4 separate regions of the Mus musculus genome follow, and regions 1, 2 and 3 are each linked to region 4. Evidence: chromatin contacts called from public Hi-C and HiChIP or PLAC-seq data. All regions are on one chromosome and are shown on one strand. Each heading gives the region's core, a stretch centred on a gene start, on an enhancer-like site or on the middle of the called end of the contact. The rest is flanking DNA. Distances are from core to core; before and after follow the strand shown. Region 1 has its middle 21 kb from the start of Gm40028. Region 2 holds the start of Myocd (myocardin). Region 3 overlaps Arhgap44 (Rho GTPase activating protein 44). Region 4 holds the start of Zkscan6 (zinc finger with KRAB and SCAN domains 6).

Region 1 (6,838 bases), core at 3,257-5,756, 760 kb after region 4:
CAGTCCTTGCCATCACTTCCATTCAGAAGACTGTGGATGGCCCCTTTGGAAAGCTGTAGCATGATGCCCATGGGGTTGCCCAGAACTTCATCCCTGCATCCACTGATGTTGCCAAGCAAGGCTGAAGGCAAGGCCATCCCAGAGCTGAACAGGATGTTCACTGGCATCTTTCCTATGCCTAGTGTGTCTGTCATGGATCTGACATGCCACCTGGAGAAAGATTCAAAGTATGATGATATCCAGAAAATGGTGAAGTGGGCATCTGAGGGCTCACTAACGGACATCCTGAGCCACACTGAGGACCAAATTGTCTCCTGCATATTTTAATAGTGACTCCCAATCTTTCACCTTTGATGATGGGACTGACATTGCTCTCAATGACAAATTTGTAAAGCTCATTCCCTGGTATGACAAATGAATAGAGCTATGACAACAGGGTGGTATACCTCATGGCCTACATGGTCTCCAAGGACTAAGAAGCCCTGGATCACCCATCCCAGAAAGGACACACGAGCAAGAGAGAAGCCCTCAACTACTGAGGAGTCCCATTTGCTACTTAGCCCCTTACAGTTTCCATCCCAGACCCCCATAACAACAGGAGGGACCTGGGGAGACCTACTCTCTTGAATACTATCAATAAAGTTCACTGCACCCACAAGAAAAAAAAAAGGAAGAAAAACACTGTGTTACAGGAATATGGCAATAATAGATCATCAAAAATAGTTCTTCAAGTTAACGGAGAAACTAAATTATTAAGGCTAACATCAATGTCATTTCAACTTAAATGTCAGTATTTCTTTCTACTTTATAATATTTGGGAGGGTCTACCTTTTTGAATAGAATCATCTGGGACCCTCTTACTCAAGTATCTGGAATGACTTGAAGTTTGGATGTCTCTACTAGAATTCTAGAGGATCTCTTCTGTTACCTTCCCACATACTAGCTATGTGGTCTAACTGAATTCCTACCATGACTCATTCAACTTGGAGGACAGGCTGCCTGAAGCCAAATATCTTTCAAGATGTACTGGAGCTAGTTGGGTCTAAGGTGTCTGCCAGAGTGACTATAACTTCCTTATAGTTCTATGTTCATTCTAAATGGCATGCCCTCTCCTCACTGTCTGTTGTTGATTCCCATGGCTTGAAAGAACCATGGGAAGAGTATGGGGTTAGAGCACAGTTCTTTTCCCATTCTCAGTAAAAAATAAACAAACAAACAAACAAAAAAAAAAACCGGTGAACATTCTTCCCTTTTACTAGTCCAGCACACACACACACACACACACACACATCACACACACATATTCTACAGTTAGTGTTTGAGAATCTTGTGAGTGCTTATCTCTTGTCCAAGCCTAAAAAAATCTCAGACTGCTCAGTTGGTCCTTGCTTTTATCATGGGTGGATTTATGGAAGCTCAGGACTCCAAGTAGGAGGGCTGTTGAGAAGAAAGTGGAAAGAGCATTGCTCTTATGAGCTTCAGAAGCTACATGGTGTCACTTCCATAATGCGTTGTTGATGCAAACAATCCTGTCTGTATGCAGATTAAAGGAGTGGGGTCACAGCCTATGTCCCGATGGCACAGCCACAAAGATCCCCAACAGACGATGGTTCGGAATGGGAAAATTTTCATCTAGCTTTAGAAAATAGTTACCATTGATTTATATTCCAAATCTGATTCTTAGTTCTGATTCCTGGGCCTCAGTCCAAGATGAGAAGACCTTTCTGGGCTCCTGGGAATCAATACTGTCAGCAAACATTCTGGGTGTTTTTTAATGCTAAGGCACATGACCCCTTGTATGAGAACCATTCTAGTACCTGCTTAACACTCCCTGGCAGGCAGTGCTCAATTCTGAACAAGGCAATTTGTTACTGCGTTCTTTCTAAGAAAATAAAGCTGAGGCTATGGGTGGGTGGAGGGAGAGATATCTTGGCAGTTAAAGAGCACTGACCATTCTTGCAGAGGACCCAGGTTTAGTTTCTAGCACCCACATGTTAGCCCATAACCATAGGTAACTCCAGTTTCAGGGGATCCAAGATTCGAGGTACTCTTCTGACTTCTGTGGGCAACAAGCTCACATATGTGCATGCAAGCAAAAGCTTCACATATTAAATAAATCTTTTTCTAAAGTTTAAAAGAAAGACAAATGTAGAGAACAAGGAGCCAAATGCCAGGGCTCCTTACTCCATGACAATGTATGGTGATAAAAATTGCTATATTTATGTTTTAAAGTATGATGAAGCAATTATACAAAATGAAAACAAAAACCCAGAAACCAAAATTTAGGTCCTCTATAAATGTAATTGTTTTCAGTGTCTACCTAAAGAAATTGCTAGCATTCTCTTGAGTGCTAACTGGTAAGTTTATTGTAAGTCCCTTCTAAGTTTATAGACTTTCTTGGGGGGGGGGGCATTTGCATACTATCTATAACCAGAGAACTGCTTTAAACCCCCCCCCCCCCCCTCCTCTCCACACACACACAGTTCTTGCAAGAGATTTGGTCTGGTTTCTCCTCTGCGTTTCTGAATTACACTGCTTTTTCTTTCTCATTGTTCTCCGATTTGCATCCACCTTGCTCTTCAGTCAACATCACGATGCCACATGCTGATATGATTGTATTAATCTAAATCACTAGGATTAGCTTATTCTGAATTTGGATTTCCTTACAATATTTTTACCATTTTTTTTTTTACAAGCAATCACATATGACTTGCAGGCCTTGGTAAAAAATTACGTGGCTTTTTTTTTTTTTTTTAAAGCTTGTCAATTCTTTGCAAAGGTTGAAATCTGTCTTTGCAGCGATTGTCCCTCAGTGGGTTACACAACCCCAGCACCAACGTTCCAGATTCTGTAGCATACTCTAAATAAAGCAGACCCGTCCTTAGGCGAGGATGGCCCGGCATTTCCTGTGTTTGGTGAGTGCGGGCTGTTCTGGACCTCCTGTGAACTACAAGAGAAACAGTTAAGGGATTTGTTCAGTCTGCTGAAGGTATTCCTCCCAGAGTGCTAAATCCTACAAAGTAGAAATTTAGACCCAACAACCCCTGCAGGGCAGAACTGGGAGGAAAAGAGGCCAGGCTGATGCTGAGAAAAAACGATGAGTCAAAAACTCAGGGGTCCGAAGGAGTCAGGTGAGCTGATGGTAAACTCAGCAGCACCCCTGGAAAGTGATCAAACAGAGTAGAGAAGCAGGAAAGTCTTCCGCGAACAAGTAAACTAGTCCATTCATAGCCTTCGGGCTTACGGAAGCCCCCTCAGACTGAGCAGTGTAGAAGCCTCAGAATAGAGTGAGTGATTGCTCAGGAACCTTCTCTGAAGTGTAGCCTCAGATCCCCTGAATTGTTCCACACTGAGTCTCCCAAGGCCGTCTTTCTAGCTTCTTAGGCCCTTTACTTGAGCACTTCCCCTTTCTTCCCTGAGCTCCCGAAAGCAAGGGTCTCTGGAGTGAAGAAACTGTGCACTCACTCACAAGGGAGGCATCATTGTGGTTTCCGGAGCAAAAAGTGGGTGGGAGGCGGGGCATCTCTGAGCCATCCGCAGGATGCTGCCCTTTACAACGTTAATTAGGATTTCACTTGTTTATGATAATGACGGTAATCATGATTACTTTCGAGAATTTAGCTCTCTGCGAAGAATACCTTCCGCAGATCTGTGTGGTTGTTTTCTTTGTTGTTGGAGAAGCTTTCCTTCTCCATCCTTTTTGCCCCTTGGCTTGATCGAATGCTCACGCGCCCGCTGCCCACCTTCTCCTATCCCATTTCCTCTCTCACATCTTCCGGGCTTAGAGCAACTAAGCTTAGAAAGTTAGAGAAACATAAGGAAGTCTACTAGGACTTCCTTGTCTACCTTCATCCACCTGGACCATCTGCATCCAGAGAGCAGTGACAGCTCTGGTTGTTGTCTGGCATGTGGAGGATCTGAGACAGATAGCTGCACTCCTGGGGCCACCTGAGGTTCTATTTGATGCTTTATACAGCTGTCTCTTCCGCTTGCTATTTTTCCGTTGCCTGCCAATCCTCCCTCTCCTCTTTCTGCCTCCAGGAGAGATGGGCAGGCTCCTGAGAGCTCCTCAAACCACAAAGGTGATGTGTTTGTGGTGTGAAGAGCTTGCAAGTGGCAAGAACTGCAGGCCAGAAACAGCCATCAGAAGCCCTGTGGACACTCTGCCCAAACCTGCCCCAACAGACACCCACACTCCCCTCCCACTCCAGCACCTAGCTCCCAGGGTCATTCTGACTTGCAAAGTGAAAATTACTTGTGTGGTGGTGGCTCGCTCCAGGAGCCACTGATTCCCAACTGTCAGTGGCTGACATTATTACACATAGCAACTTTTCTACTGCAAATGAAGCTGCAAATGAAATGCTAGTTTCCAGCAGAGTGCCCCCCCCCTCCAACCCCAACTGTGTGGAATTGTTGGCAGGCATGCAAGTTCGCAATGCCAGCCCTCTTCTAATCCCCCCTTGTTTTGCATTGGCCAGGGTTGTGGATGCTAGGGAACCTCCTGGAATTCACCCCTACAGACCAAAGTGACTGAAGCCCCAGCTTCTGCCGCTTCCTCTCACGGTGGTGCATCTATTATGATAATGGACTCCTGAGAGGCTTGAGCTAAACTGAAGCTCAAGTCATCACCTCCTACCCTTCGCCTTGCCTTGTCTAGGACATAACTCAAACCCAGGTGAATTAATATGCAATGAGTTAGAGAAACTTGAAAAGCAGAAGATAGGAAGGGGGTGGTACTTCTTGTGCTCTTACTGATAGGTCAGATTTAAAATTTGGGATCTCAGCTGGGCGTGGTGTCGCACGCAGTTAATCCCAGCGCTTGGGAGGCAGAGGTAGGCGGATTTCTGAGTTCCAGACCAGCCTGGTCTACAGAGTGAGTTCCAGGACAGCCAGGGCTACACAGAGAAACCCTGTCTCGAAAAACAAACAAACAAACTTGGGATCTCTTTAGTTTTCAAGGGGGCGGGGATTTAAAAGAAAGAGAACTAAGACTCCACATGGTGTGGAAAATGCTTTGTGGTCTCTTTCCAAAGCCACATGCCAGCTTTAAAAGAAGTAGCAGTTAGTCTCCTCATGCCTCATAGAATGAAGAATACCAGTGCTAATGGTCCACACAACATAGCCTGTGGTTCCAGGAGCAGGGTGGGCGATGGTGACAGAACCATGTGCTTGATTCTTTGTTTCACAGCTGGTAGAATCTAGGCAGTACAAGCTGGCGTTGTACACAGAAACGGCAGAGGATGTAAGACCTTCACTCAGCTTGGCACTGGCTAACCAGTCTGCCCCATCTTAGGCTTAGAAGCCATCTTATAGCAAAGGCAAACTAGTTTCATTCCTGTTTATGATTAAACTTCTGTTTCTAAAGGATTGGGATATGCTCACATGTAACCTTAGTGACAACTGGTTCTGTACTGCCTGTCCCAGAAACAACACCCATGTCTTTGTTTCAAAAAGTTATAACCACCTTGCAATCCGACTTTTATTTCAAAAGGTTGTTATGACTACTTGTTGTTATGACTACCTGTTGTTATGACTACCTGTTGTAATGACTACCTTATGACCATCTTGCAGTCATATCTTTGTTTCGGGAAATCCTTATGCCTAACTTGTTCTGCTCTTGTTCTTCTGTAACCCTGCTGACTTTGCTCACCAATCCCCTACTTGGAAATCCCCTACCCCAAAGCTATTAAAAAAAAAAAAACTTGTCTTCCTCAGGTCCAAAGATGACCTCTGGAACCCTGCGTTAGTGGGAGGCAACCTATGTATATGAATAAAAAAGCTTCTTTAATCAATTGCTTGCTTGAATCCATTTGGCCATGATGACTGTGATTGGTGGTCTTTCTCTTTGATTCTTTGGGGCTAACATTATGGACTTTACTTTGTGCCCTGCTCATCAATGGCTTCTTTTGTTCTGAGTTATCTTCCAGGAGCTAAAATGTCTCCTATAAACATCAAACAAACCACGGAGTAAAGAGGTCCCCCACATGCCTGCCTACTGTCTCAGAGGTAAAATTCAACTCAGGTTTCCCTGTATACTTGTTTGTTTCTACAATAATAACTTCACGACTAAAGCTGGTAAGAGCTTCATTTGGGTTTTCCATGTAGGAAATTATTTCAAAACCAATCTTATATACCCTCAAGTTACATACACCCTAGAGCCCTTTTCAAGACATGACAGATATTGATATTATCATTTCTATTACCACTTCTCTGACAAGTGGCATTCCTCGGTGACTTTCATAGTCTTTGTCAACTTGACACAAACCCAGACATATGTGGGAGGAGGAATCTCAATTGAGGAATTGCTGCCATCAGATTGGCATGTCTGTGGGGCATTTTCTTAATTGTTAATTGATATAGGAGAGGTCGGTCCACTGAGGGCTGTATCATTCCTGAGCAGGTGGTCCTGCGTTGTGTAGGAAGGCAGGTTGAGCAAGCAATGGGGAGCAAGTCAGTAAGCAGCATTGTTCCGCGGCCTCTCTTTCAGTTCCTGCCCTGACTTTCTGCTTTGGCTTCTCTTGATACTGCCCTATTACCTGTAAGCCAATAAATTTTTTTCCTTGAGTTTTTTTGTTTCGTTTTGTTGTTGTTTTGTGTTTTTGTTTGCTTGGTTGGTTGGTTTTTCAAGACAGGGTTTCTCTGTATAGCCCTGGCTGTCCTGGAATTCACTTTGTAGACCAGGCTGACCTCGAACTCAGAAATCCACCTGCCTCTACCTCCTGAGTGCTGAGATGAAAGGCGTGCGCCACTACAGCCCAGCCCTTGAGTTGTTTTTGGTCAGCATTTTATCACAACAGAAAACAAACAAGAATAGTCACAAAAATCATCTTGTTTTTAA
Region 2 (7,420 bases), core at 1,211-3,710, 540 kb before region 4:
AGAGTTGGCAGCTGGAATCCCTCAAGAAAGAAATGGGGGTGACTGAGAGGGAGGGAGGGAGGGAGGGAGGGAGAGAGAGAGATATCAAGGTGAACAAGAGACCTTCCTCATTCATTTTTAGACAGAAAGTGAAGCAAAGTCCCCTAGGCAGAGGCAGTTAATACAAGGCCAGGCAGGCCTCAGGGCCACATGTCCACCATGGTCACTCTGTCCAGGAACTATAACCAGTAGCCATCAACTGATTTACAATCTTACAATAATGTTTTTCTTTCTCTTGTGTAAGATTATCAAGCACAACACCTAAGATGCGCAACTGGCTTTGTCTGTCATCGATTCCAGTCCCCTCAACTTTTAAATCAAAGCTTAAATTAAGCTTCCTACTTCTGTATTATGCTTCGACAAACTACCTTCCTTATGACAAAAATGCCTGAAAAACGTGGGATTGGTGCCAGGCAGTGGTGGCACATGCCTTTAATCCCAGCACTTGGAAAGCAGAGGCAGGTGGATTTTGAGGTCAGCCTGGTCTACAGAGTGAGTTCTAGGACAGCCAGGGCTACACAGAGAAACCCTGTCTTAAAAAAAAAAAAAGTGGGGTTGGACTTCTTCAAAGCTCCAGGATAAAGATTCGCAGGGTCCAGGTAGAGACCTCAGGCCTGCACAATCCACTGAGTTAGGGGTTAAAATAGTGCAAACAGTTTTCCCTCTCCACCATATTTCAGCTGAGGAATTCCTTGATAAGTCTGTTTTGCAAGCCCACTATCAAGAACATCACCAAATCCTTTTAGAAATGATCCAGCAGCCTCTCCCTGTCCCTCCGTCTACCCCATTAAACTGCACGGGAGCAGTTGAAATAAACTCAGCTTTATGCAAAAACAAAAATGACATCCTTGCTCCCTCAGAAAGGTGGCAGTATTGCCTTGTGGTTTTGAGCAAATTACCAAGCATGTGAGGTCTCTGATGAACAAACTAACCACCTCACCTCAACATGGAAAGGACAAACGTGCATGGCTGACCCCGGTGGCTAGTGGTTAGGAGACACACCCCAGGCCTCCAGAGGCACTGTGGCTCCTGGCCACTTCAGCTCTTAAGTTTTCAACTTGCCTCACTAAACAATCCTTCAAGAAATCCCCAGAGTGTCCCATCCACACCTAAGGATCAGGAACAACTGAGGTGGTTACAGAGGCTCCTTATGGCCCATCACCCACTGTGCACAATTTCTGAGCCACTCATTTCAAGACAAACAGTTGAGTAGCTCCTTCAGAAGGACCAAGGGAATTGACAGAGTGAGTGGCACCAGCATCAGCCAGCACCTGTTACATGGAAGGCTCACACCAGAGCTATCCACCAAAATGTTCGTTCTTAGAAGGTGCCCTGCCATCATTGAATGGCCCTGTTACCACTGTTATAAAAGCAAGAATGGGCAAAGCTAGGTAGCCCTTCCAGGATGCGAACGAGGGAACACAATCCTGCGTCTTCTGTAGGCCCCCACGTACCCTTTCCTTATACTCACCTCTCCTGAGTGTCCCTCCAGAAGTTTCTCTGTGTGCCACTAACACAACAATTTTAGGGAAAATTGTCCATTTATAAATATCAGATGGTTTGGGAAAAAATATTTGTGGCGCTGGTTTTTTTCCCCCATGGTGATGTCATTTAAAAATTCTTGGTGTGCTCCAAATTCGCTATTTTTACTTCCTCCAAGTGACTTTTTTGGGAAATACATTTGTTTGGATTAGCTACATGTTAAGTGACCCCTAGACGTCTCACAGTCCTAGGCACATTGTCTCAGCGGTTGTAACTGATAACGCGCCCACTCTATAACTTCAGATCCTGGAGTTGCCCATTTCAACACAGTTCCTTTTGGGTCGTCCCCTTAAAAATGTCTATTTACCGATAAAGGAAAATATAGTAAAATAAAGTAAAACATTGGATTATTCGTAAACAAAACTCAAACTTAACACAGGTCAAAGGGAAGACATTTGAAGGCATTCAGTCAAACACAGTGTTCATTTTGGGGAAACAGAGGGAAGGCCGCCACCTCAGGCCCGAAGCATTCATTGTAAAGCAGTTGAGTGGTAGAGATGAAAAGTTTAAGGAGTGCTGAACGCCTTACTCTACCTGATCGGAACTTCCTTCTAATCAGCAAAGAGTGTTCAGACCCCAGGAGTGTCATGGTGAGTCTCAGCAAGCCGCTGGTCGTTGGCCAGGCGCCCCGCTTTCCACCAGAAACTGGCTCCCGGGAGCCCAGAGGACAGCAGCTAACAACCCAGAATTCATCCAACTCTTGGGGAGCTCCCTTGGGTAGGAGGACGCACAGTGGCCGCCAGTGTCCCCAGAAAACTGGCGCCTCCCCCCTCGCCGCTCGCGAGGCTAATTAACTCCCAGCAGGCAGGACCCTCCTCCTCTGAGGGTGGCCGGGAACAGCCGCATCCTAGGCGTTCCTGGCTGATGTCATAGGCTGCCAGCGGTCGCGGAGTACCGCCACCACGCCTTTATGAAGGTCCCAAGTTTGCTATCTGATCCTCTTTACTACTGACAGGAGATCAGCCAATCAGGAGCGGTGAGCGGGGCCTGGGGACCAGACGCGGCCCCAGGAGTCTTAACAGCCGGCTCTTAACTCTTTGCAGAATAGTGCGCCAAGGCTGCTTGCCCAGGCGGGAGTCTCTGCACTGGCACCCCTAAATCGGATGCCCGAAGGCTGCAGGCGGCGCCCGGCGTGCAGGTGGCGCCTGGCGACGGTAGGAGTGTATCTGCTTGTCCTAGGTGTGCATGTCCCTGGTGTCCCCAGCTTACTGCAGGGCTCTGGAAGGTACATCTCCAGAACGCGCTGGAGCCTGGGCCAAGAAGCTGGGTTGGCTTGCAACTCCCGGGAGCACCCGCTTCCCCTCTGTATCCGAGCGGTGGTGCTTCAGGAGACCGATGCCTGGAGCAGCTACTGAGCGGCTGAAGAAGTGGCAGAAAGTCTTTCCCTGTGGTTGGATGTTCTCTTTGGATTCACAAAAAGTTTGTGTCTGGGGACTGAGCCCAGAGTGCGATTGGTGCAAAAGTTGAGCGTACTATTGAGCACTCAACAGGGTAGGATTCGGTGGCCTGGGCAAGCCAGATCGGAAAAGTGCAGAGGTTTTTCACGTCCCTTTCATAGTGGGAAAGGGACCCAAAGAGGCGCTGAGGATGCGCGTCTCTGGGGTGCCTGGGGTGACAGGGTCCCACGTGCATCATTAAGTACAACACATGTTCTAAGACAAAGATTTAGATAGTTGGAAAAAAAACATTGAACTGCATACATACAACACACAATTTGCCACTATTTGCAACTTTATATGCACGTGAGCTCCCAGATACAATTCTTTACATCTCCCCTTTTGTCTCAAAGCTGTGAATTCTTGAAGAGAATGACAATGACAGGTGGAGGCCTAATGTAACAATATCTGTTAGGGACTAATCTCTGCCCTGATCCGGGGTCTTCTGCCTCTATCAACTGTTGCTGAAGACACCCTAGGGTGCCCAGACCTTCCTTTTTCCCATTCTCTGGGTTGCACCAATGCACTTGAATCTTGGAATTCGTTTTCTGAGATAGGTAATGCTCCTCCTCACTAAATCAGAGAGGAGGTGGAGCCCTGCTACTCAACTTCCTCTTGTGAATAGGGTTGGGCAGTACGAGCCTACAACAGGCTGCCTCCTGTGGTAGCCTGGCAGTGGTTGTGCATTCCACAAGCAGTGCTGAACTGGGCTGTTCCTGTGGGAACAGATCACAGCCGCTTTAATGGCTTACATCAATCCCGATTCATTACCTTGCAGGTTTGAAGGCTGGGAGTCAGAAACTGGTCTCACTGAGTTAAAAAAAAAAAATCAAGGTGTTGGCAGAACTGTGTTCCCTTCTGGAAGCTCATGAAGAGACTCCATTTCCTTTCCCTTTCCAACTACTAGAGGCCACCCATGTTCCTTGGCTTCCAGCCTGTTCTTCCATCTCCCAAAACAGAAATTGTGGGTCAAGTTCTTATTACATCTTATCAGTCTAGCTCCTCCCTCCCCACCTTCTGCATCTCTCTCTGAGTTAACCTTACTTTAAGGAAAAACTCTGTCAGGCTAGCTGATGATGAATCCTTATTCCCACTTGCTATGCAATGTAACATAATTGCAGATGCCTGAACTTGGAAGTGAAGGGGAAGATGTTGTATTGTGTGTTACATAGAGAAGGTCTCTCTCGTCCCAGCTCATCAAAGAAGAGAAACACAACAGAGGAAGGACTGGGAGGGGTCAGGCCCGCATGTCTAGAACAGCCCTAAGCAGGGTTGAGATGCATGGGGCAGGGGCGACTCCAGAGAAAAGAGGTAGCAGGATAAGGGACATCACAAAATTATCCCATGGAGGAAACTCTGTGAAACATGAAAAAGAAAGAATAGAAGGAAAGACCCAAAGGAATGTTTACACTGAAGACAGCAAGGCTGAGGAGATGCCCACGGCAACTTAGTGGGGCTTTCTTTATTCAGTGGGAGTTGTGATAAAATCAGCTGAAGGATCCAACCAAGGGTCTTTCTGACCCAGAGGGACGGAGGGGGTTGGAGTGTGTGCTTGTGGACAGGACCACAGTCCCTCTTTTGCTGGCTTTCTTTTATTGTTATTTAGTGAGATTAGTGAGATGAGGTCTCCCTGCCCTAGGATTTTTTTTTTTTTTTTTTTTTTTTTTTTTTTTTTTTTTTTTTTTTTTTTTAGTTTTCATCTCAAAAGGAGTTTATTCATTAATCCTTAAAGTAATATTTTAACTAATTCTTCAAGAATTTCATATTATCAATTTGGATCATATTCATGCTCCCTACCCCAACCCGATTCGATTCAGATCTCTCTCCACCTTCCTTGCCTCCCTACCCATCCATCTCTGAGCTGCCCTTGAGGTATTGTCTTCCTCCTCCTCCCTCCTCTTCCCCCTCCTCCCCCCTCCTCCTCCCCCTCCTCTTCCCCCTCATCCCCCTCCTTCTTCCCCTTTTGCATTATTTAAAGCCATTGTGTTAGGTTTGTGTTGTTTAGCTGCTCTTGTGAGTAGAGCCTGTTCAGGTTGACCACAGTCTTGCCTCAGCCTCTGGAGTGCTAGAATTAAAAGAGTAGAGCAGCATGCCTCCGTTCTTATTTTCGCTTCCTGGCTTTCTCCCTTCCTCTTTCTCCCATCTCTCTGTCTCTTGGTCTCACCCCACCCCCAGCAGCTCCATGGATGAGTTGGGAAACCCTGATAACCACAGTTCTCCTCGATTTTTCCCATCAGAGAATAGAGCAGCTGACTTCTGCCCTCCGGGATTTCTAGCCCTTATGGCTTTGGGATATCTATGGATATAAATATGTGCATTATAGAGGCTCATCCTTTGCCCTCTATGCTCAAATATTTTTATGACTTTTTTTGGTGGAATTTGGACAGGCTGTTCCCCCAGGAGAATGGAATCTCAGACAGCTGCTGTCAGAGTGTAGCCTAGCAATGTAGCAATGGCTGCTGCTACGATCTTACTCCTCCATGATGATTCTTCAGTATTCTTCCCTTTTGCTATGGAACTTTGCTTCAATTTATTTTACTTTACTGCTAGTCAATTAAAAAAAAAACTGTGTCACAAATTATAGTAACATGGCATGTAAAGACATGCACTAATGGAGCCCACATGCAAGGATGCTCTCTCAAGATTGTAAATTCTTATATAGGGATGAAAAGAATACATTATATAACTATAAGGTAGAACTAACAATCTTTATTACTAAACTGAGAGTGAGGATGCTTGCCTGTAAGCCCAGAACAGGGGAGGTAGAGGCAGGAGGACCAGGAATTCTCTGTCATCCTCAGCTAGAGAGGAAATTCCAGACCAAGGCCTGGGGAGACCCTGTCTAAAAATTAAAATAAAACAAAGAAAGGAAAAAGTCTAAACAGCAGCAGCAGCAGCAGCAACAATAACAGCAAAATTCATTGTCCTTTTTTGATGCTTCCTTGCCCCAGAGGCTTCAGGACAATGTGCTCATGGGTCTGTGGTGCTATAGGTAAAGACCATCATTGCAATAGACCATTCCATTTTTACCAAAACAAACAAACAAGCACACAAACTTCATTGTTACCGAAAACCATACTCTATTCATACTAGTGCCATTTGGCATTCTCAGCAGGCCAGCACATGGTTAAGGGGAGGTAATACTATATAAGGGGACATGAAAGTCAATGCCGGCTCACCTTAGAGCTCTGTCCTCCATAGCTGTGCTTCTCAGCATGAAGGTTAACATGGGAATGGTTGTGTTCATAGGCCTGAGCCCGGAGCATGGCTCAGGAGAGTCAGCTTGAATTCGGATCCTTAGAGGCTTCCTTCCCTGAGTGCAACATGAAGTTCGATAGTGGGTCACAGGCAAGTGCAGCGTGGTCAGCTCTCCTGGGTAGGTCCAGGACCTGCGTGCCTCCAGGAGGAGGCTCCGTCTCAGCGTGGTAGCTGGAAACCCGGCTGAATCAGTTTTCACAGTGATCTGGAAGAGTCCTTGGTTTGGATGTCTCCTGCTGTCTATAGTCTCTCTTCTTCCTTTCACAGATCTGACCACTTCTTCTCCCTTCACACACTCTGAGAACGCATTCTAGGATCTGTCTGTGTCACCAAGGTAAGTACCTGCCTGTCAGGCAGATTTGCAAACTCAATTAACTTCAGTGGGAGGAGAGTAAGAAAAAAAACAAACAGACAAACAGACAAACAAGAACATAGAGGTGAAGGGTAGCATTCAACAGATGGAACACCTGGTTGTTTGTGTGGTCCCAGGCTCTCTGTGGCCACTTGGGAGGAAATATAGACCTATACCACCCTGCTCCACAATGGCTCAGAGAATTGGAAATCCAGGGTGTAAGACACATTGGGGTTTTGAAAACACAGTTAGCTGTAAATAGCAACAAAGTGTGTCCTAATATATGATTGGTTGGACTGCGGGGAAGTTAGGTTATTTAAAAAGTAAATATGATGTTTAGCAAAAGAGCGCCTGCCTCGGCAGAATAATGCCCCATGATGACCCCCACCAACTGCTGCATGGAAGGCATGGTCCCTTCACTGCCATCCTCCAACAGTGGGGCAGAAGTAGCCAGGTACAAATGCTTGCTAACTGTCTCCTCTTCCAGATCTAGGAGAATCCTCTCAGCCATTAGCTCCTTGAAGCACTTCTGGGGCCTGTGCAGGAGGAGGTGGGCTCCAGTCTCTCGGCTGCATTAACTTCTGGTTAAGAGAACGTGAAGACGTGCTCATTGCTCCGCATGAGCCCATTTCTCATCTCCAGGCTGACTTCAGGCTGAGAGGGAATTTCATGGCACTGTTAGCTGCCTCAGGGCCGCAAGTTAACTTGTCACCTTTAAGAAACCGCTCAAATGGAGCTAGAGAAAGTACCCAAGGAGCTAAAGGGATCTGCAACCCTATAGGTGGAACAACAT
Region 3 (6,581 bases), core at 3,896-6,395, 680 kb before region 4:
AGCAGAGTGCCAGGGAGAGCATGCCCAAACTTCTGGTCAGTGTCTGAGAAAGAGATGGAAATAAGGAAAAGGAAAATGTACGCTTCTCTGACTTAAAGGGACGAGTTCTGTCTGTCTGTGGTCTGACTTGTAGAGCAACCCCATGGGAGAAGGTTTTGGAACGGTAAGTACATTGTGTCCAAAAGGGCATAATTAGTCCTCCCTTCTCCTTAGCATGCCTTCAAGAGAACTAACTTTCCCTTGGGGATGGACTCCTGGTAGCGTGATTGACAGGCCCAACTGGATTAACTCTGAGGAGGAGGCTATAGTAGCTTAGAATGCTGCCTCCAACCACAGCCAGAGATAGAAATTGGATTTCCTCCTCCTCCTCCTCTTCCTCCTCCTCTTTCTCTTCCTCCTCCTCTTCTTCTTCCTCCTCTTCTTCTCCCTCCTCCCCTCCTCCTCTTCCTCCTCCTCTTTCTCTTCCTCCTCCTCTTCTTCTTCCTCCTCTTCTTCTCCCTCCTCCCCTCCTCCTCTTCCTCCTCTTCTTCCTCTTCCTCCTCTTCTCTTTTCTTTTCCTTCTAACATCTTTCCTTTCCAGGAGGAAGTAGCTTTTTTGTAATGGACCTCAACAAATCCCACCTATTTCTACCTTTGCATTTGGTCATTTCAATCCTAAAGAGGGGATCCCTCTCTAATTTTACCGGAAAAAGAGGAAGAGGGGTCCAAAGGTGACATGGAAACGTAAGGGTTCTTTGGAAAGACAGATGGAGTTTTGCTGGGGTAAACATGTAAAGGAATATTTAGCTGAAATGGACATGGGTGATAGACTAAGGTAGACTTGTGAAGGAACATTTCACTGATGTAGACACAGGAGGGAGGGTGTTCTGCTAAAGCAGGCATGAGAAAGGACATGTGATGAAGGATTCTTTGCTAACAACATGCATGTACTGGTCTGCCTTACATTGTGTAGTTGAGCTGCATTTGTCAGGACCGCATAGAAAGAAACGCACCAAAAAAAAAAAAAAAATTCTAGTGGTGTGCTACAGTTTCAAACTACTTCTGTGAACTTGAGCTGGTTGGCAGAGTGATGTCAGCTGAGACAGATACACATGCTGAGGCAAGACCTGTGCAGGACACGTGATATTTGGAGGGTATAAATAGGACTCAACGGACAGTGATGGTGGCTGAGCTTAACCTTATAGAGCTAGCTGTGCAACGCTTGTGGGTCTCAAGTCTTCCCTGATCTTCGCTTCCCTGAGAGAGGCACAACAGAGAACTTCTCCTGGCATTCCTCCTGGGCCCTCCTGCAGACGTGAGCTGAGGCTGAGGCCTGGCTTTCTCTGCTAGGCAGTGCCACTGCTGCTGATTCGTGTTTGCTATCCAGACTCTACTGAACTGGACTGCTGGTGTATTTGTGAAGTCTTTGCCAGTGGGTCAAGCTGCTGCTGTTGACCTGTGAACTGAACTGCCGATTTCCAGACAACACAGATGGGAGTTAGTCCAAAGAACCTTTCTAAACAGGTCCTCTTCCCCGTATCCCTTCTTTCCCACTATCTCTGGTAGATAGTGAGCTGAAAGGGGGGTTAAGGAGTTTAAGAACCATCATTAAAAATAGATTTTGATGGGGCTGGTGAGATGGCTCAGTGGTTAAGAGCTCCCACTGCTCTTCCAAAGGTCCTGAGTTCAAATCCCAGCAACCACATGGTGGCTCCCAACCATCTGTAGTGAAATCTGATGCCCTCTTCTGGAGTATCTGAGGACAGCTACAGTGTACTTACATATAATAAATAAATAAACTTTAAAAAATAGGTTTTGAAAAAATTAAAGTTACACAAAGGGGATACAGGGAAGGAAGGGTCCATGCCCCATGGCCTCCAAATCCCTGAAACACCATCAAAGAGAGACAGAAATGGGGGAACTGACTTGGGGAAAGCAGAGTGCACAGCTGTAGGTCCAAGTGTGGATACTACATGGAAGACTGGACATAGGCCCTGCAAACCCTAACACTTGCCCTACCCAGCTCCAAAGGAGGGGTTCTGAGTTCTCAGTGAAGCATCTTAACGAGCTCCAGGTAGATGAGAAACTAGGGCATCTCCTCAGAGCACTGCAATGGAAGAGGGTTACCCCCTTCACCTTGAGTCTTTGGCTGAATCTCAGAAGCCAATAAAGCCAAAAGCTGATTAATGAGAGAAAAATATGAGTTCTGTTAAATCCACATAAGTAGATGTTTGCAAGCGTGAAGTCCCCAGAAATGCCAAACATGCTTTTATACATTTTAGATAAGAAGAAAAGTAATGGCTAGGCATGACCTGACAGAAATGAAGATACTCTAAAGAGACACACATATCTCCAAATCAGACCATTCAAACAGTGGATGCCAAAGAAATGGGAATTTCCCCACGATCTAATACCGGCAAAGGCAAAGGCACCTGCCAGAGGAAGTGCTCAGCTCCAGAAGAGATTTACAACTGCTCAGACATTATAGGATCTCAGATAATGATGGATGAACGGGGATAGGACCATACAACTTGGTCTGGCTTTGTAGACTTGTGTATCGTTCACCTCCCATTTAATCCTGACCCTCATTTCAGGACCCTGAAGATGGACTGGGGAAGGGAGTCTCCGACCTCTTTGTCACTCTTCCCAATATGACCGTACTGGATTAAGCTCCTTTCTCGGTTTCTCACTCTTCACTCACCTCTTTTAATTGGCTTTCTGAGGGCCAGCAGCTGGACTTTGTGGGGCACAAGCTGTGACCCCACCAAGTTTAGGACAATTGGATCTTTGGACTACACAAGCAGTGTCAGGGTGCTGGTTCCAGTTTGGCAGAACTGAGAGAAGCCAGACGCTCTAAGAGGTTCCAGGGGGAGGGGGGCCATCAGAGGCATGCCTTCAAGGAGAACTGCGAAACCAGGACTTTTTTGCCCCTCATCCTCAGCCATGAGGTGCACAGTTTGTTCTGCCACAAGTGCCCTGTAATGATCACTCACTGTTACAGCCCCAGAGCAGCACGGCCAATCAAGCTTGATGGCAGTCTCCAAGACAACGCATCAAGATAGACCTTTTGTCTTTACAAGGTCTATCTTGGGTGTTCTGCTGTGGACATGGAAAGCTGACTAATATGATGACCAAAAATACCTTACACACACACGTATGTATAGGCACGCACACATGCACATACTTTTCTTGGTCTTGCCATTGTTGGCAAACCTCTACCCCACTGAATTTTACGTTTCCAATTAAAACTCATACTGACACCATTTTGTTGTTTATAAAGTAGCTGAAAAGCCTTTCCTCCAGGTTAGATGTGCCCTTTCTAAATTAAACTTTGCTGGAAGATGAAGTCCTGAAGCCAAAGGGTTTCTAGGAATGCTCTCCCTCTTTCCCTTATGTAAGATGCTCTGGACCGAAGAAAAAAATATGTTTTGCTTTTCAGACAGTTTCATCCTCTTAACAAGCTTGCCTCTTAGTCTCCTTAGCAACCACAACTTCAAAATAATTAAGTTCAAGCTTCAAATGATTAAAATAAATTATACCTAATGGGCTAAATACAACTATAAATTAAAACTCTCATATATTTATATGATTATAAATGAAAAGATGTGTTATAAGAGAAAATTTAAAAATATCTGTTTTGAGGTTCCCACATTAATTAATGTTTTCCATTGATTTCTTCATATTGTTCTCTAATATCCAAACACAGTACCTCTTCTGAGAAAAATCACTTGTACTAAAAAAATAAACTACACAAAGGAAGAAGGAAATCATCCCCGATGCCCAGTGTAGCCCGGCACAGAAGACACAGTGAACAGCTACCTGCTGACCGTATAGACGGGTCTCCTCTCCTAATGTGGGCCAACATTTTCATTTAGCTGCTTCCCTGATGTTGAACAGCTCTTGTAACAGGTATGTTTCTTATATAGAGGATGCACAGTAGCCCCAATCACCAATCTGTGACTTCACTTTCAAAGTTCAGTTACCTGCAGTCAACTACCATCCTAAATAAATAAACGAATAAATGGAAAATAAATAATTCATAAATCTGAAACTCTGGGCCATTCTGGGTAGCATGATGAAATGTCACTATAGAACATTATTGGTCCTTTCTCCAGTGTATCCACACTGTATACAGAACCCACACATTAGTATCCTTGTAGCCATCTTGCTCACAAAATTGACTGTTACAATATTGCATTGCTTTGGTTCAAGTAATCTTTCTGTAGTGGTCCTGTCACCCATCAGGAGGCTGGGTTCTTTACCCACAAAAAGATATTGATTGGCAAGGAGAGACTCTCCACACACTGGTCTCTGGCAGCTTCCAATTCTCTCAGAGCTTGACAGCGGCAGGTAGCAGCAGCGGGCAAGGTGGAACCTGCAGTAGCCACCTCTTGTGTTCTAGCTCTCAAGGAGCCCCCCAGGCAGAGGGACCCTCACTAAGACTTTGGCATTAGCCAGTGTCGCAGCTCTTGGTCCAGAACATGAGACAATCTATGAACTCTTGTAGTGACCTTCTCTGCTGCCTTTCAGCCCTTTATTCTCCTTCAGTCAGTCAGTCTGTCTCTCGTTCTCTGTCAGCCACTCCCCCTCTTCTTTCTGCTTTGCTGATTCTTAAACAGTTCAGCTGCCATAAACCTGGCATTCCATCCCCTCCTGTAACATGGTTACTACACACAACTACTTGGGGTGCCCACCTCAACCTCCATCAAAAATGTTTAGGTTCCCCCTCGAGGCACAAGAGCCAGGCATCCGGCACCTGCTGCTGCTGCAGCCAGAAGTGCTCAGGCCAGCGATGTACTCCACCTCCAGATCTGCCACTGAGCTCACCACCGCTACTCCAGTGCCAAGGCTGCCTGCATACTTTCACTGTGGACTTGCCAGCCTGTCCAGCCACATGGCTATTTTCTGCTGCCTCTGGTCACTGCGGCTATCTGTCGCTCTGTGTGGTCTCTGCTTCTCTGAACCTCATGTTACCAGCTCAGCCTGCTCTACTGACAGGGGGCAGGAAAGGAGCGCTGGAGGGAAGCCTTGTGTTGGACCCAATGCTCTAATGCCAGAAGAAGCAGTAAGAGGGGGAGGGGGGGCTCCCAGCTGACTGGGTGAGCCTGAGCAGGCTCCAAGAGACTGAAGGGGAATGCATGAGCCAATCACAGCTGCTTATTCTAGACCAATCACGGCAATGTGTTTGAGCCAATCTCAGTCCTGTCTCTAAGCACTGATCCCAGCAGTCTCTCTGGTGGGTCACCAGGGAAATGTTGCCCCTCTGAACAAGCTGATTATGCATCCTTGCAGGCATCCACTGCTCACCCAGGCAAACTGGTCCTTTGAGTGGCTGTGCCATCAGGGCCAAGGTGATCAACTATGACAGCAGCATAGACGTCTCAGGGCATCTTTAAGAGTGAGTGGTTCAGGAAAGCAGGTGCTTGCTTAAACAAGGTTAGTCCATTAGAGCGTCAGAGTAATAGTCCTTTTGTTCAAGGCAGCCAGACCAACAAGGGAAAGGCCCAGAAGCTGCTAAGGAGTCCAACAGTTTTGCTAAGTTCTCAGGAAAGGGAACATCAGAGGCAGAGTGTACCATGGACACTAAATGGCTAGATCATGAATGCTAATAGTGTCTTTTCAAAATAGATGAGCAGTCCTTGACACCTGCCCCATGCCCCGTGGTAAAGCTGGTGGCCTTTCCCTTGTCAGTGAGTACCTGCACTGTCCCCTCCCTCCATCTCATCTCATAGGCACCGTTATCAGTTTACAGCAGCACAAAGAAGAGGTGAGGACAGTACCATACAGCATTTTAAGGAAGACCGCATAGTATCCACATTAACTTGTCACAGGATATTAAAACCATTCCATTATTAGTTGTTAGCTTACTATGTGGTTTCTAAATATCACTGATATTGATGTTTGGGGAAGATACAGTTTTCCCCCACGTGGGATGTACCCTACGGTTCAGGGTAAGTGTTGTGAAAATAGTAAGAAGTCACCAAGCTGGGCACATGGAAGAGGCTTCAAGGAAGAGATCAAGGCTGAGTACTAGAAGCAAGAAGAGGAGGCAGAGGGGTGGGCAGGGACAGAGGAGCAGCTCCTGACATCTAGTAACAGAGGGGCCTGACAAATATGCTGATTCAGAGGACAAGCAGGACCAGGTGACCCAAGGGAACCAATAGGAATCACAAATAGTTCCAGGTAATCCAAGTTGACAGCCCTGTCCAGGGAGACACTCCTAATGTAGGAAACACAAAACCAAACATAAAGGGCACAGTCAGGCCAAGGTGGGAAGCCTAATCAGAGTTCAGACTGGCTGATGCTGGCTTAAGCTGGTGCTGGCTCCGAGGTAATAATGGATAAAGCTTGCCACAGAAAACACTCCTAGCTGGGAAAGTGGCTTGCAGAACTGAGGCCCTGCACAGCCTGGGGCGCCCTGCACTCCAGGGCACGCACCACCATCCTTTCTGCATTGCTTGCTTCCCCGGCCTGTGTCCCTTGCAGCTGCTGTGTCTGGGAAGGAAGCCTGTCATGGCTGGGCCGTAGCCTGGGCCTGCAACAGGGAGCCAGGCACCTTCATGCAACGCTGAGCTCAAGCATGGGAAGCCGGGTGCTGAGCA
Region 4 (6,666 bases), core at 3,416-5,915:
AGGGTGAAGCCTTGAGGGCACGTGGGTATCTCGATGTGGTGCAGTGCTCTCATCAGACACATGAGAGCTAAGTCTTCATCGTCTTCTCAGGATGATTTCAAGAATGAAATGAGCAAATGGATGTAAAATTCTGAGGACAAACTGCACCTGGTGCACCATAAAACCTGGTGGTGATTCACAGAATGCCGGTATGGCTTGTTTTAGGAAGTGAGATTCCTGCAGGTGATAATAAAAACTAGAACTGGCGGGGTGGCGGTGGCACACACCTTTAATTGGGAGGCAGAAGCAGGTGGATCTCTGTGAGTTCTAGGCCAGCCTAGTCTATATATATATATAGAGAGAGAGTTCTAGACAGCCAAGTTTACACAGAGAAACCCTGTCTCAAAAAACCCAAAACCAAACACACACACACACACACACAAACTGAGCATAAATATTATTTTACCAAACTTCTTCCCATGGCATTTTAACATGACACCCCCAAAGTAAGATTCATAATGAGCATAAATGCCATGAAAGTCTCTAAAGGAGTGGGGTTATGCACATTGCAATATGTCCCGTACTGCTAGACGAACACCTCCAGGTTGAAACTCACCAGAAGAGTGACTGTTGCTTCATTGAGGAACCAGCTGTTGGTTAATGGGCTTCCATGGTAAGCTCTTTCTTTACTTGCGTTGTGTTCTTTCTGTCTTTTTAGCATCCTACTGCATCTGAGATTGCTATTTTGTTGTTCCAGCTTGTGGGGATTTTCAGAGGCTTTGGAGCTCTGGTTCATTTGTGCTTGTTTGTTGGAACATGCTTGTGCCGCACAGTCTGGCTGGCCTGAAGCTCTCCAAGTCCTTCTGTGGCCTCAACATTCGGAGCACTGGGGGTTCTTAAAAATATCAAGCCCTGGTCTCCCCTCTAAGAAAGGGCTTAGGGTTTTAACCACAGATACCTCTCCAAACCAACCATGACAACACATTCTATAGGTAGGGCTTGGCTCGGGAGGCTGAGGCAGGAGGATGACGATGAGTTCTAGGCCAAAGTGAGTAAAATTTTATTTTATAAGACAAACAATCAAACAAAGAAGTGGTGGCATCACTAGTTAAGGGTCTTTGAATTATTGCAGGCATGATTTTGGCTAATTTTTTTTTTAATGTATGTGCATGAGTGTTTTGCCTGCATATGTGTTTATGCACCATATGCATGTCTGATGCCCTTAGGGGTCAGAAGAGAGCAGTGGAGCCTCTGGAATTCCTTTTCGAGCCACCATGTGGTTGCTGTGAATTGAGCTGGGTCCTCAGGAAGAGCATGGAATTCTCTTAACCACTGAGCCAGCCAACTCTCCAGCCCCTCAGGGGTATGGCTTTGAATAGAAGAGTAGATACCACCGTACTTGTCTTTGGTTTCCGTGACATAAGTAGTGCCTTTATTACCTATACACTTCTGCCATGAAGTGCTAACTTGCCTCAGGATCTGAAGCTAAAAGGACAAACCATGATGGACCAAAATCAACCCAAACTGCAAACCAACTATTTCTTGGGTATTTATTACATTTGCTGAAAACTCACTAATATTGCAAATAATCACACCTATTTGTCTTTTGAAGATCAAGGTGAGGTTTGTTTTTTTTTTTTAAATGTGTTTTATGTATACATATGTGTACATGTCTGTTTATGCATACCATTAAGGGTGGCTTCAGAGTACAGAGCATCAGATCTCCAAGTGAGTCACTCAAGATTGGTGCGAGGATACAAACTCTGGTATTCTGCAAGAGCAGTATGTGTTCTTGACCACTGAGCCATCTCTCCGGCTCTCATGGATGAAGCTTTAAAATCATGAATTGTGGTTTTGTTCCCCAGATCAGTAACAACAGAACTGCGTTAAAACAGTTGTTTAAAAGATCCAGTTGCCGGCATTGCCTCTGAGATACTCTAATTTGGGGAGAGGCATAAATAATATGGCTTTTACATGCTCCCACTCTGTGCTGCGTGGCCAGAATGTAGTTAGAACAAGGTTCTGTACTTCTTCTGTACTTTTTGTTCAAGCACGTCAGTCAGTTAACTATTTTAAAGCTAATCTAGTAATTATCCTGTCCTCTGTGCTTATATATCTATGAAATATGCAAGAAAGCAAAAGGACAAGGTAAGAATGAAAAACACATATTTATTAAATAAAGTTCTTGTTAAAATATAACAGACACTGGATTTGAGCAAATGCTGTTTTGCTATTCTGGAATATGGACACTGTTAAGGCCTCCTTCTAAGTTTAGTTTATTTTTGGTGGTTTTAACCATTGTCAAAGTAAAACACCAAAAAAAAAAAAAAAAAAAAAAACCACTTCACAAAAACTGCAAATGGATAAGTTACATTATTAGCTACATATTTATATTTTAATATCATTTGTTACTATTAACTTCCATAGTCCCTCATATAAGTCAGTAGCTCTTGCAAACGAATTATGCAGTTTTCAAGTTTTAATAATTTTAACCAATAGTCTCACAATGAAAGCATTAAGATGTTTCATATGGAACCTTATATATGTTGATTCTTGCCTATTCAGACCCAAATAGGACCCATTTTCCATTAGGTTTAATAACATTTCATAAAGAACTTCATAGTTTGTATAAGTGCAAACTACAAAAAAGTTTTTTTCATGCTCTAGCACTACACACAAACACCATAATATGCACACATATAATCTTCACATATACCTTACATAGATTATCTGTATGTATAATCTGTATGTATAATTTACATATATATGTAAGCATCACATACATATTTTGCTGGCCTCTTGGTCATATCTGATTGAGTTAGCATTGCTCTTGATTCTACTATATTACACATACAGTATTTGATTACAAATTATGATTAAGAATTTGATTATGAATGTACTCTGGGGTCTGGGGATAGAGCTCCGTTGGTATAGAGTGCTTGATTAGCATGCACTAAATCCTAGGCGCCAAGCTGGCAAGAAGACTCAGTGGTCGACAAAGCTTCAGTTTAATCCTGGAACCTACATGGTGGGAAGACAGAACTGATTTCTAAAGTTGCCTTCTGACCTCCATACACACAGGCCTTGGCACAGGTACACATAATACATATGTGTACACACACGCACATGTATTCTGCCTTGCACCCTCAGTACTCTTACGTGGGAACTATTTGCTGCTGTGGTCCAGAGCTCAGAGCTCAGAGCTCTTTACTTTTTTTTCTTATTGTCTCCAGGCTTAGATGTTTGTTATTTCCTCAGCCTGGAAAACTTGCCCTGTACACTAGGTTTGCTCCTTAACTTCTAGTCTCAATTCAAGGTTGTTTTATCTGTTCGTCCTCCCTCATGGTACATAAACTGTAATACAACTCTAATACCACCTGTCTTACCTCATTAATTTTTTCCTACTTTTCATGACCCAGCATGCTTATTACCTGTGCATTTATTTACCTATTGCTCAGCTTTCTTCACAAAATAGTATTTTAAGGGCCAGAGCATTGCATGTGTAGTTCACTGCTATATCCTTATCGAATGGAATAGTATCCGGCTCCGACAAGGCAGCTGGTAAATATTTATGAAGTAAATGAAAATAGATGGCACTTTTCTATTATCTCCTCCGCTAAGTTAGATGTCTTCCTATTTTTAAAATGTGTTTTGCTTGTTCCGTCTGTTCAAAGAGTGTCATGCTTCTCCTCAATTGCCAGCTTAATTTTTAAAAAGTAGCTAAAGGGACAGTTCTAACTAGAACTGTCAGCTTGAATTTTGTGGATTCCAAGATTGCCTCTATTCTCTCCCTGAATTTCAGAAGGAAATGTGTGTATAGCCATGTCTCCATATTTCCCGTGGGAAAAGCCTCAGCTTCAGTCAGATTCTCAGAGGCTCATTGCACAACTCCAGGGTTTGAGTTACTCTGCTCTCCCTTGAATGTTGTTCAACTAAAGCCCAACACGCTTTACAGGAACCTTATTAGGGTCCCGACCAAACCACCTGATCTTGGAAGTGAAGTTCCTCAGAATTGAAAATAACCCACGAGGCGAGTCTCTAGCTAAATGTCTCTGCTCAATCAGCCAAGCTCTCCTGTGATAGACACTTCCGCCTCTGCCAGACTCGTAACCTGTCAACTACGTTTGTCTCTTGACGTCTGTCTGACTCACCGATTGCTTTAACCGGGATTGTGAAAGGTTTTCTAAGGAACTGCGAGCCTTTCGGCGCCAAGGACTTACTTTGAGTACTCGCTGAGTTCCTTTCCTACTGATCAGTTTTTCAGGCGTGTGCACATACCATGCTCCCCTCGCCCCTGCCGTGTTTCTTCGGAGATGTCCACCCTTCTAACCATGGTCTAGGGGGAGGACGCATCTCTATTCCAAAGCTGTCCTGTCTGTCAGCTACTCATGACTGAATACCTGGATTTGGACAGGAGGCTTCTGTCAACTGGGCTTAGTGATAAGAGGTGACTGCTGTGGCCCAGCGCAGGACGGTCTGAAAATGGGCGAAAAGGCTGTAGGCTCAGCCTGGGTTAGAAAACCCGATCTCGAGGAATGAATGCTGGTGGGAACCCGGAGCTCCCTGCTCCCTGCGAGGGGAGGGGTCAGACTCGGGTCGTGAACTGGGACACTTCTTGGGGAGCCAATAGGAAAGCCGGTCTCAGGTAGTCCCTCACTCGCCCCGCCCCGCCCCGCCCCTCGCTCCGCCCCGGCGCCGCGCGTCGCCAGGGCCGCGGATGCGCGCAGCCGTCCAGCTTCCGGAAGTGCCTCGGTGAGGGTGGTTAGGGCCGAGGTAAGCGCGTAGTTTGGGCGGATCGGAGGGCTAGCCGAGTCCTGGGGTCAAACCTGAAGTCGCTTCAGCTCGCGCACTGTCAGGAGCGAGCTGGGGCGGGGACAGCGGTCTCAGCCCCGTGCCTGTCGCGCTCGCGGACGGCAGGCGCGTGCGGGGGAGGGGACTCGGGGCGGAACGGAAAGTGGACTCTTCCGGGTTGCTCGTCCCAGGAGAGGGATCGGGTCTGTCCGGACTCCGGTTGGACACTGCCAGGTGGCTAACCGCTAGTTACTGGCCCTCAGTGATAACCCCAGCTACCCCTTGCAAACCCCCAGAAGGCTGCCCTAGCTCTTCCTGGGCTTGAAACGTTGCTGCTTGGAAGCCCTGGAGGATCCAGAGCTGTTAACTTTGTTTTTTGTTTTTGTTTTTGTTTTAAAGATTTATTTATTATTATATGTAAGTACACTGTAGCTGTCTTCAGACACCCTAGAAGAGGGGGTCAAGTCTCATTACGGATGGTTGTGAGCCACCATGTGGTTGCTGGGATTTGAGCCATCTCTCCAGCCCACTTTTAATACTTACTTTACAGGGCTGTCAGGAGGGTCATCAATGGCACAAGCAAAGCCTACAGTGGTCTGATAAACAAAGGGCCACCTACATGTGCAACCCTGTGTGCAACCTACGTGTGCATAGAAAAATTGCATTTCACTTCGATTTCTTAAAGCGTCGGTAATACAAATATAACTGATAAATCACGAGTTTCTTCTGTGAGGAGTGAGAGGTAGAGTCTCATCCGGACACAAATCCATACGTCTCTCTATAAGGTAATTTAATTTTGAGTAAATGGACGCCTTGTCACAGATGCCTGGGTGGTAGCCACCAGTTGGCCTCTACTGCATGAAGTAGTAGTATTAATATACAATTTAAATGTGTAAGATTTAGTTTCCCAGAATAGCGCTTCTTGAATAGTCTCCAGATTTGTGTTAGGAACTAATTCTGATCAATCTGACAGGTAGAAATTTTACTGACTGAAATTTTATTATTTTTGTAAAACTCAGGAAATCATTTAGTTAGTGAAGGGGTTTTGTGTATTTCATTTCTAAAAACAGAGCCTTCTTTGAAAGTTGTCCTCCTAAGCCAGTGATTCTCAACCTTCCTAATGCTGAGACTCTTTAATGCAGTTCTTTTCATGGTGGTGACTCCCAACCATAAAATATTTTTTGTTGCTACTTCATAACTGTAATTTTGCTATTGTTACAGATTATAATTTGAATATCTGTGTTTTCCCATGATCCTAGGTAACCCCCCATGAAAGGATCTCAACTCATAGGTTTTGAGCTGCTGTTCTAAGCTCATAACATTTGGTCAACTGTGATTTCAGGATCATTTTGTGTGAAAATATATTGTAATTTCCATTGCGATGTCTTTGACCACTGATTACTAATTTCTACAAGTTGGGATTTCAAGATCCCTTATTGGTGTTGATTTCTCATTTAATTACATTCTGTCCTGGCTAGTTTATGTCAGATTGAGTCATCTGAATGGAGAGAACCTTAGTTGAGAAAATGCCTCCTTAAGATCTGGCTGTAGGGTATATCCTTAATTAGTGATTGATGGGGAAGGGCCCATGGGTTGTGAGTGATAGCATCCTGGGCTGGTGGTCTTGAGAGTTCTCTAAGAAAGCAGGCTGGGAGGAGGAAGCTAGCAAGCAGCACTCCTTCAGGGCCACTGCATCAGCTCCTGCCTCCAGGATCCTGCCCTGGTTGAGTTCCTTCCTGTCCTGACTTCCTTCAGTGATGGACTATGATCTAGAAGTGTAACCTGAATAAACCCTTTCCTCCCAACTTGCTTTTTGGTTGTGATGTCTCATCATCATAATAGTAATAGTAACTCTAATTAGGATATCGTGGTTACAGAATACATACTTGAAGTTTC

The links. A called contact is a pair of places that touch in the nucleus more often than the background predicts. HiChIP or PLAC-seq counts read pairs in DNA pulled down with a chosen protein or histone mark.
Region 1: an H3K27ac HiChIP or PLAC-seq map of epiblast stem cells shows a contact between it and region 4, with 6 times the contacts expected there. The contact joins the enhancer-like site here to the promoter of Zkscan6 in region 4. A contact is called at or near these places in 3 of 39 promoter capture datasets (cranial neural crest, embryonic stem cells and hippocampal neurons) and 3 of 115 datasets of contacts at active chromatin or transcription factors (astrocytes, embryonic forebrain and epiblast stem cells).
Region 2: a contact with region 4 is called in a Hi-C map of cortical neurons, with 4 times the contacts expected there. The contact joins the promoter of Myocd here to the promoter of Zkscan6 in region 4. A contact is called at or near these places in 3 of 39 promoter capture datasets (the HPC-7 cell line, cranial neural crest and hippocampal neurons), 4 of 484 Hi-C or Micro-C datasets (cerebellar granule neurons, cerebral cortex and cortical neurons) and 2 of 115 datasets of contacts at active chromatin or transcription factors (extraembryonic endoderm stem cells and forebrain).
Region 3: a contact with region 4 is called in an H3K4me3 HiChIP or PLAC-seq map of bone marrow-derived macrophages, with 5 times the contacts expected there. The contact joins the enhancer-like site here to the promoter of Zkscan6 in region 4. A contact is called at or near these places in 3 of 115 datasets of contacts at active chromatin or transcription factors (bone marrow-derived macrophages, embryonic midbrain and stem cell-derived neural progenitor cells).

What each region holds. Positions count from the first base shown.
Region 1 is chr11:66,564,110-66,570,947 of GRCm38.p6, forward strand. It overlaps the pseudogene Gm12297. Among named protein-coding and RNA genes, the nearest start is that of Gm40028, 21 kb to the left of the region's middle. Within about 2 kb of position 4,507, at least 22 of the 459 cell types and tissues checked have an H3K27ac peak or open chromatin away from gene starts, as enhancers often do. A contact at or near this core is called in astrocytes and epiblast stem cells, where this site is marked.
Region 2 is chr11:65,267,529-65,274,948 of GRCm38.p6, forward strand. It overlaps Myocd (myocardin), which reads right to left and starts at 2,461. Exons shown (of 13, transcript NM_146386.3): 1 at 2,116-2,461. The coding sequence starts at 2,170. Gm30586 (a long non-coding RNA gene) reads left to right here and starts at 2,397. Exons shown (of 3, transcript XR_001780238.2): 1 at 2,397-2,735; 2 at 6,543-6,609.
Region 3 is chr11:65,120,211-65,126,791 of GRCm38.p6, forward strand. All of the region lies in intron 1 of Arhgap44 (Rho GTPase activating protein 44), which reads right to left. Among named protein-coding and RNA genes, the nearest start is that of 1700086D15Rik, 36 kb to the right of the region's middle. Within about 2 kb of position 5,146, at least 80 of the 459 cell types and tissues checked have an H3K27ac peak or open chromatin away from gene starts, as enhancers often do.
Region 4 is chr11:65,802,510-65,809,175 of GRCm38.p6, forward strand. It overlaps Zkscan6 (zinc finger with KRAB and SCAN domains 6), which reads left to right and starts at 4,666. Exons shown (of 7, transcript NM_001302374.1): 1 at 4,666-4,752.